2 separate regions of the Sus scrofa genome follow, and region 2 is linked to region 1. Evidence: chromatin contacts called from public Hi-C data. All regions are on one chromosome and are shown on one strand. The core of a region is the stretch at or near the end of the contact, and the rest is flanking DNA. Distances in the headings are between cores, read along the strand shown. Region 1 holds the start of GLOD5 (glyoxalase domain-containing protein 5). Region 2 holds the start of HDAC6 (histone deacetylase 6).

Region 1 (4,212 bases), core at 897-3,396:
AGTCAGATTTGTTTCCACTGCATCACGACGGGAACTCCAAAGAACCAGTTTTTGACATTTATTTTCTCTGTTGTGTATTTGCTTTCCATTTTACCAGTTTCTGTTCTTAGCTTTATGATTTCCTTCCTTTCACTTTCTTAGGGTAATTGAACCCTAATTGATGCTGTTCCTTTTCCTGATTCTTTTTTTCTTTCTTTCTTTCTTTCTTTCTTTCTTTCTTTCTTTCTTTCTTTCTTTCTCTCTCTCTCTCTCTCTCTCTCTCTCTCTCTCTCTCTCTCTCTTTCTTTCTTTTTCTGGCTGCTTCCATGGCACACAAAAGTTCCCAGGTCACAGCAGTGACAACACTGGATCCTTAACCTGCTGGGCCACAAGGGAGCTCCCAGATTCTTGATATGGAAGCTTAGGTAACTGATTTTCAACTTTTCTGATCTATAGGCATTTAGAGCTACACATTTCACCTAAGCACTGCTTTAGCCGCATCCCCCACTTTTACTAGTTTTTGGAAATTAACTCAACCTACTCCTCTCATTATTCAGTGCCCTGCTAGCTCAGACTCGCTTCGTTATTCCTGCTTTGCAGATGCGGAGCTCCATCTTGACAAATTCAAGGATAAGCACAGCTGCCTTGCGTTCTCTCTCTCTTTTTTTTTTTTAGGGCCGGACCCGAGGCATAGGGAAATCCCCAGGCTAGGGGTCAAATCGGAGCTGTAGCTGCCGGCCTACACCACAGCTGCAGCAACGCCAGATCCTTAACCCACTGAGCGTGGCCAGCCAGGGATGGAACCCGCGTCCTCATGGATGCTAGTCGGGTTTGTTACTGCTGAACCACAACGGGAATTCCAGAGCCGGCTCTTTAAGAACAGGAAGACCCTCCAAGCGGCTTAGAATCCAAGAGTGAGTGAGACAGGAGGAGGAGGGGGAAGGCAGGTCCAGATCATGCAGGACCTCTGAGGTGAAGTTAGGGAGACTGCTTTATAAAATGATGATCAACTGAAAAAGAACGCACAACCTAAAAGTTGTGAGTTAGGACCAGGACGATAATAGCCCAGGAGACAGCCCCTTAGCCCCGAGGAACTGATCCAAAGACGTAAGGGAAGGGCCTTTGGCTGGGGAAAAAAAAAAAAGAAAAAAAAAAAAAAAAACCAACCCTGGAGTCGAACATTAAAAGGTTACAGCTAATCACAAAAAACAGACATCTCAAGTTAATGATTTTAGGGCTTTTCTTTGTATGGAAAGATACAAGAGTCTGGGGTCATTAAAATAATTCCTCACATATGCATCTTAACTAGCTAGGGCCCATATCCTGTTTTTCTCCATCCTGAATTCCTTCAGGGCACCCCATTGCGGGGCAGCTGCAGAGGCTGAGGGCTTGAGGGTAGGCAACCAGACGTCGTAATCACCTAAGCTTACTGAGTGCCAAACCCTCTTCTAAACCCTACACAAAATATAATCGATTTTATTCCTCACAACAACCGTATATGTGTCTTACATGCATAAATATATAAAATCTAGCATCTCTAAAATACGATACGCTCCCCCCTGCCTCCTCCACAGGGAAGGCTTCTATCTTTTTACAAAGTCCTTTTCAAGGTCTCCTTCAGGGTGCTGGGTGCCAGGTTCCCTGGAATTCTAGCAAACCTCAAGCTCGGTGCTGCTTCCTGGCCGCTCCCCGCACCACCCCATCCTGGTGGCCCTGGCTGAACTGGCTCCCATAGCCGCCCTGAGGGAGCAGAGCGGAGCCGCCAAACCTCAGCCCAGGGCCCCTCCAGCAGACGGGCTGCCGGCTGAGCCTGTGTTAGAGCAGACAGTCCCCGTGTCCCTCTGCTGCCCTCTGCTTGTCTTTGAAAGAGGAAGGAAGAGAGAGGAGGATGGAAAAATGGATGACAGCATACGGGGATAACCCGCATGGAAAGGAAGCAGGCTCCCAGGTCCAGCCAGGGACCCCCAGCCTTGGCGCCGACACCTGTGCCCAAGCCCCCCTGCTGCCACCCCATGCACCTGCTTCTCCGAAGTCCTGCTCCACATCCTGGCTGGCAGCCTGGAGCGCAGACGGCACAGCATGTAGGCTAAGTGTCCTCGCCCCTGGGGCTCCAAGACAACCCTCTGGCTCAGTGCCTGGAGATCAAGGGGCAGGAATGGGAGGGCCACGGACTGAGGACTGCTGGTGGTGACAGAGGTAGGTGGTGCAAGTACACGGACTCTGACATGAAACTCAGGGCCTCGAAAGTAAAGGCTTAGAGTTTCTGTCCTGGCGCAGCAGAAATGAATCCAACTAGGAACCGTGAGGTTGTGGATTTGATGCCTGGTCTCGCCCAGTGGGTTAAGGACCGGGCGTTGCCGTGAGCTGGGGTGTAGGTCGAAGATGCAGCTGGAATCTGGCGTTGCTGTGGCTGTGGCTGTGGCTGTGGCAGGCAGCTACAGTTCCGATTTGACCCCCAGCCTGGGAATCTCCATATGCCACCGGTGCAGCCCTAAAAAGCAAAGAAAAAAGAAAGAAAGAAAGGAAGTAAAGGCTTAAGGTGAGCCCTTGCCAGTTCAGGGCACCATAATATAGCATTATGGACGGGGTTGCCAGAACCACAGGAATTTATCTTCTCACCATCCTGGAGGCCAGAACTCCAAGATCAGAGTACCAGCATGGTCAAGTTCTGATGACATTTCTCTCCCTGCCTTACAGGCGGCGACCTTCTTTCCGTGTCCTCACCTGGCAGAGAGAAAGAACATGTTGTCTTGTATCTTTTTTTTTTTTTTTTGTCATTTTGCCATTTCTAGGGCCGCTTCCGCGGCATATGGAGGTTCCCAGGCTAGGGGTCGAATCAGAACTGTACCCTCTGGCCTACGCCAGAGCCACAGCAACGCGGGATCCGAGCTGTGTCTGCAACCTACAGCACAGCTCCCGGCAACGCCCGATCCTTAATCCACTGAGCAAGGCCAGGGATCGAACCCTCAACCTCATGGTTCCTAGTCGGATTCGTTAACCACTGTACCACGACGGGAATTCTATTGTCTGGTATCTTTTTATAGGGGCACTAATACCACCATGAGAACTTCAGCCTCGTGACCTGGTCTAACCCTAATTATCTCCCAAAGGCCCTTAATACTATCACATTGGGGGGTTAGGGCTTCAACACATGGTTTTGGAAGCGGGACATAAACAGTCCATAACAAGATAGATATGTGGGAGTTCCCATCGTGGCGCAGTGGTTAACGAATCCGACTAGGAACCATGAGGTTGCAGGTTCGGTCCCTGGCCTTGCTCAGTGGGTTAACGATCCGGCGTTGCTGTGAGCTGTGGTGTAGGTTGCAGACGAGGCTCAGATCCCGAGTTGCTGTGGCTCTGGTGTGGGCCAGTGGCTACAGCACTGATTTGACCCCTAGCCTGGGAACCTCCATATGCTGTGGGAGCGGCCCTGGAAAAGGCAAAAAAAAAGATGGATATGTGTAAGGGATTATTATTTTGGGGGGGATGGTTTGGCCACGCCCATGGCCTGCAGAAGTTCTTGAGCCAGGGAGCCACATCACAGCAGTGACAATGCCAGATTCCCAACCTGCCGAGCCACTAGGTAACTCCTGTAAGAGATTACTTTGTAATAACAACATAGAAAAGCCACCTATCCCCAAGTATTGGGGGGAACCTTTCTTCTAGGGTGTGAGTCCTCTGATGTCTTTAAAGTGTCTCCAGAGTGTGAGATCTTTGATCTGTTTGCGAGTCTATGTCCAGGGTACAAAGTTAGGGATAATCTGAGTTAGAGTATAACTACTCTAACGTAATTGTCTGTTTCCAAGCCAAGATCTTAGAGCTATTAAGTGTTCTTTGTCCCATGGTGTAATGTTTCTTTCTTTCTCTTTTTTTTTTTTTTTTTTTGTCCTTTTGCCTTTTCTAGGGCCGCTCCTGCGGCATATGGAGGTTCCCAGGCTAGGGGTCTATTCAGAGCTGTAGCCCCAGGCCTGTACCACAGCCACAGCAACTCGGGAACCAAGCCTTGTCTGCAAACTACACCACAGCTCACGGCAACGCCAGATCCTTCACCCACGGAGCAAGGCCAGGGATCAAACCCGCAAGCTCATGGTTCCTAGTCGGATTCACTGTGTCAACCACTGCGCCACGACGGGAACTCCAGGGTGTAATGTTTTTGAATCCTTTTGAGGTGTGAGCTCTGGAGGCCTCCCTATCCCCATCCCTCTTTCACTCCACCCTCACCCTTCACTACTG
Region 2 (4,071 bases), core at 600-3,099, 41 kb before region 1:
GCTAATGGGCTCTAAGGGTGTATGTTTGTGTGATTTGAGTATGGCCTGGAGAAGCCAGCCTCACCTGTCATCCCAGAGGCAGTGGAATTCATTTAGCTGCTCATCCAACACCAAGCCAGTGCCAGACGGTGTCCTGGCCTCCAGGTTCAGATCCTGTGAGGAAAAAGAAAAAAGGGAAAGGCTGATGCATTGAGAGCCTGAGTCAGAGGGAACCTCCCACACTCTCCAGGATGGAGAACCTCACGGTTTTGATTGTCACAGGAGGCTACATTGCAGCCAGGCCCCCTCTCACCAGCCCTTGGAGCCCCACGATTAGGTCTTGCTCGGCTGCTTGGCTAAGCTTCTTCATTCTGCCTTTCTTCTTTACATCCGCTAGATTGGGGCTGGAGCGGAGTCCGGCACCCTTTTTAACACCTCGCTTCTGCCAAACAGAGAGAAGGGTCAGAGTCCAGTACACGGCCCACTGCTCCCCCTCCCCCTCAAGAGGGCCGGTCAGGGGCCTCACCGAGGTGACGCTGGAGTCGTGTGGGGGGGAGTGGGGGTTGTGCCTACTTCTTCGCTGCCTGGTTGTGGTGGAATCCTGGCCGGTGGAGGTCATGGCTGGGGAGACTTCACCCCTGACGCGGTTCTGGGGGGTGGGATGGAGGTGACTGAGAAGGGGCCCCGAGCGCCCTGAAGACCCCTCATCCCAGCCCCTTCCCAGGCCCCGCCCCCTACGCTAGCCTCCATCCCTTAGGCTATCTATTCCCCACCACCTCTAAACTCCGCCTCTCTCAAGGCTCTCTCCCTCCAAGGGGGTGTCCATTCCACTTGGTCCCGCCCATTCCACGAGGCTCCACCCCTTTACACTATTCTTTACCCTTTCGGTCTGGCTCTTTCACAGAGCAATTAACCCCCTGGCCCAGTCCTGATCTAAGCCAGCCCTTGCCAGCTAATCACCGCCCCTTTCACTCTATCAAGCCCCATTCCCAGATCCTTTCATTCCTCAAAGCCTCGCCCAGACCCCACCCCTTCGCAAACCTGCCCTGGCCAGCCAATCTCCCAGGATAATCACCCACCCTTTCACTCAGCCAGCCCCAGCCCCGGGCCCCGACTCCACCCTTAACGATCCACTTAACTCCACCCCTTATCGGGCTGGACCGGCACCTTCCACTAGGCTAGATCCCGCCCCTAACGTTTCAAGGAGCCCAGCTCCTCAGGGGACTGCCCTTTCCCTTCCGCCAGGCTCCACCCCCTGCCCAGGCCCAACCCCAAACGCTTCCCCAAGCCCCTACAGCCATTTCCGAGCCCCTCCCCCAGACCCGCCCCCCCCTCCCCGCCCCCGCTGTCGACGTTGACGAATCCCTCCACTCACTTGGCGCAGCCCCTTTCTCAAACTCCGCCCTTGGCGCGCGCCGCCAATTTCTCGGCGACCTGTAGGGCCGCGGGTGCCTGAGCCTCTCTTTTCCATTGGGCCAGATCTCTCTACAGCCCGCCCCGATCCCGCCCACACCGGGGAGAGCCGGCCTTGCGCCTCCAGCGGAACGCACAAACGGCGGATCAGCGCGTCAGTGCGCGACGCTGGCCGTGCCGCGCCTGCGTGAAGCGCGCGCCGGCTGCCTGACGCGGCGCTCGGGCTCAAGCTTCTCCCCTCCCCCAATCGCCACAGCTGTCACCCTGGCGGTCGTGACCGCGGTTTCTTTGTCCCTGTCCAGTTACCTTAGGAGCCCACCGGACTCGCGCCAACTGTACCGTGCGGTGACTCAAGAGTGCAAGCAAGCAAGCGAGGGAGTTAGGAAAGGGCGTCTTCTCCCTGCCCCCTGGCTTCCCGCGCGGCGCGCCGTGATGACGTAGCGCGGGCGGGCTGGTGGCTGGGCCTGGAGCGCGGTGGAAATTGGACGAGGCTGGTGGCGGCCAAAAAGGGAGTGGTGATGATGACAAATGTGAGAATTTTCTGAGTTCATATTCACTAAGGTGGTACGCAAGGAAGCACTCACCAAATGTTAGCTATTAATAGTCTGCCGCGAAAATGGATGGTGGAATGGAAGGGGGAATGATCGTGACGATAGCAAGTTGTATGTGACAGGCATTGTCGTAAGCCACAGTTCTATGAGGTACTTCCCAGTACTAAGGCTGCTTTGCAGATAAGGAAACTGAGGTTATGGGACTTAGCCATGTGACTTTGGGCAAGTTACTGAACGACTCTGTGCTTCAGTTTCCTCCTCTGGGAAATTGTGATAATAGTGCCGGGGAGTCAGAATGGACCTTGGGAGGGGAGTTTTTCTTGGGTGACAGCTCTTCCTGTCTGCTCCCTCCAGTGGGTAACCTCTGCACGCAAGCTGGAATAGAAAGTGTATGGGTAGGGGGGAGTTGCGCCCCCCCCCCACAATGCGCCCTCCCAACTCTCTCCCACCCCATGGCTAAATGTCTGAATATCAGCCTCGCAGGAGGCCGGTTTGTCCTCCTAATCTCCCTCTCTCATTCTTCACCATTTCCTACCGGGCTGTAGGCTGGGGCGGGAGAGATAAGGGGTCTGGGGTTCAGCATCGCTGACTAACCAACAGATTGACAGCCCCACCGCCCAGTAGCTGGGCCCTCTGACACTCTTGCAAACCCGTTTCAACCTAGTCTTCCCTTCCACTCTTTTCCTACCTGAACGTGTCTTTTGTCCCAGTGGAAGAGGGTCGCAGCTAAAAGACCTTTACACCTCCACGTACGCCAGAGAAAACATGTATATGCAGTGATAAACACAGAGGAACGTTCTGAGGTGATGCTTGCAAAGTGAAAGAGTAGGGAGTCTTGTAAGGGCCAAGACCCACTTTTTTTGTATAGTCAGAAGGGAGGTTTCTGTACAACAAAGGTTGGCAAACTTTTTCTGTAAAGGGCCAGATAGTAAATATTTTAGGTTTTGCAGGCCACATACTGGCCTCTGGGGCATTTTCTTCCTTCCTTTTCTTTCTTTCACTTTCTCTTTTCTTTTCTTCATCTTCTTTTTTTAGGGCTGCACTCGCAGCATATGGAGGTTCCCAGGCTAGGGGTCCAGTCGGAGCTGTAGCTGCCGGCCTACACCACAGCCACAGCCACAGCCACACCAGTTTGGAGCCGTGTCTGAGACCTACACCAGAGCTCAGTGCAATGCCGAATCCTTTAACCCACTGAGCCAGGCAAGGGATTGAACCTGCGTCCTCGTGGATGCTAGTCAGATTCGTTTCTGCTGAGCCATGACGGGAACACCTTCCCTTTTCTTTCCTTTTCTTTCTTTTGCCTTTCCATGGCACACAGAAGTTCCCAAGCCAGAGATGGATCTTGAGCCACAGCCACAGTGACTATGCCAAATCCTTAACCACTAGGCCGCCAGGAAACTCCTCCTTTCCTTTTTTTGTTTCCCTTTCTTTTTTTCTTTTCCTTCTTATTTCCTTTCAGTTTCCTCCTCTGGGAAATTGTGATAATAGTGCCGGGGAGTCAGAATGGACCTTGGGAGGGGAGTTTTTCTTGGGTGACAGCTCTTCCTGTCTGCTCCCTCCAGTGGGTAACCTCTGCACGCAAGCTGGAATAGAAAGTGTATGGGTAGGGGGGAGTTGCGCCCCCCCCCACAATGCGCCCTCCCAACTCTCTCCCACCCCATGGCTTTCTTTTTTTCTTTTCCTTCTTATTTCCTTTCCCTACCCTCTCTTTCATTCCCATTTTCTTTTTTTGTTTGTCTGTTTTTTTCTTTTTGCCTTTTGTCTTTTAGGGCCACACCCACGGCATATGGAACTTCCCAGGCTATGGGTCTAATTGGAGGTACAGGTGCTGGCCTATGCCACAGCCACAGCAACGCCAGATCCGAGCCGCGACTGCGACCTACACCACAGCTCATGGCAACGAGGGATCCTTAATCCAGTGAGTGAGGCCAGAGATCGAACCTGCGACCTCATGGTTCCTAGTCGGATTCGTTTCCACTGTGCCATGACGGGAACTCCCCCCTTTCTTTTCTTTCTTTTTTTTTGCTTTTTAGCCCATACCCATGGCACATGGAAGTTCTAACTAAGGGTTGAATTGGAGCTGTAGCCGCTGGCCTACACCACAGCCACAGCCACACCAGATCCAAGC

Evidence for each region. A called contact is a pair of places that touch in the nucleus more often than the background predicts.
Region 2: a contact with region 1 is called in a Hi-C map of liver, with 6 times the contacts expected there. The contact joins the promoter of HDAC6 here to the promoter of GLOD5 in region 1. A contact is called at or near these places in 3 of 47 Hi-C or Micro-C datasets (embryonic fibroblasts, epiblast stem cells and liver) and 1 of 2 datasets of contacts at active chromatin or transcription factors (alveolar macrophages).

Annotation. Positions count from the first base shown.
Region 1 is chrX:42,874,968-42,879,179 of Sscrofa11.1, reverse strand. GLOD5 (glyoxalase domain-containing protein 5) reads right to left here and starts at 2,146. Exons shown (of 4, transcript XM_021079705.1): 1 at 1,998-2,146. The coding sequence starts at 2,060.
Region 2 is chrX:42,915,689-42,919,759 of Sscrofa11.1, reverse strand. HDAC6 (histone deacetylase 6) reads right to left here and starts at 1,849. Exons shown (of 29, transcript XM_003360315.5): 1 at 1,699-1,849; 2 at 506-628; 3 at 293-421; 4 at 65-153. The coding sequence starts at 598. LOC110257658 (a long non-coding RNA gene) reads left to right here and starts at 1,837. Exons shown (of 6, transcript XR_002340570.1): 1 at 1,837-1,922.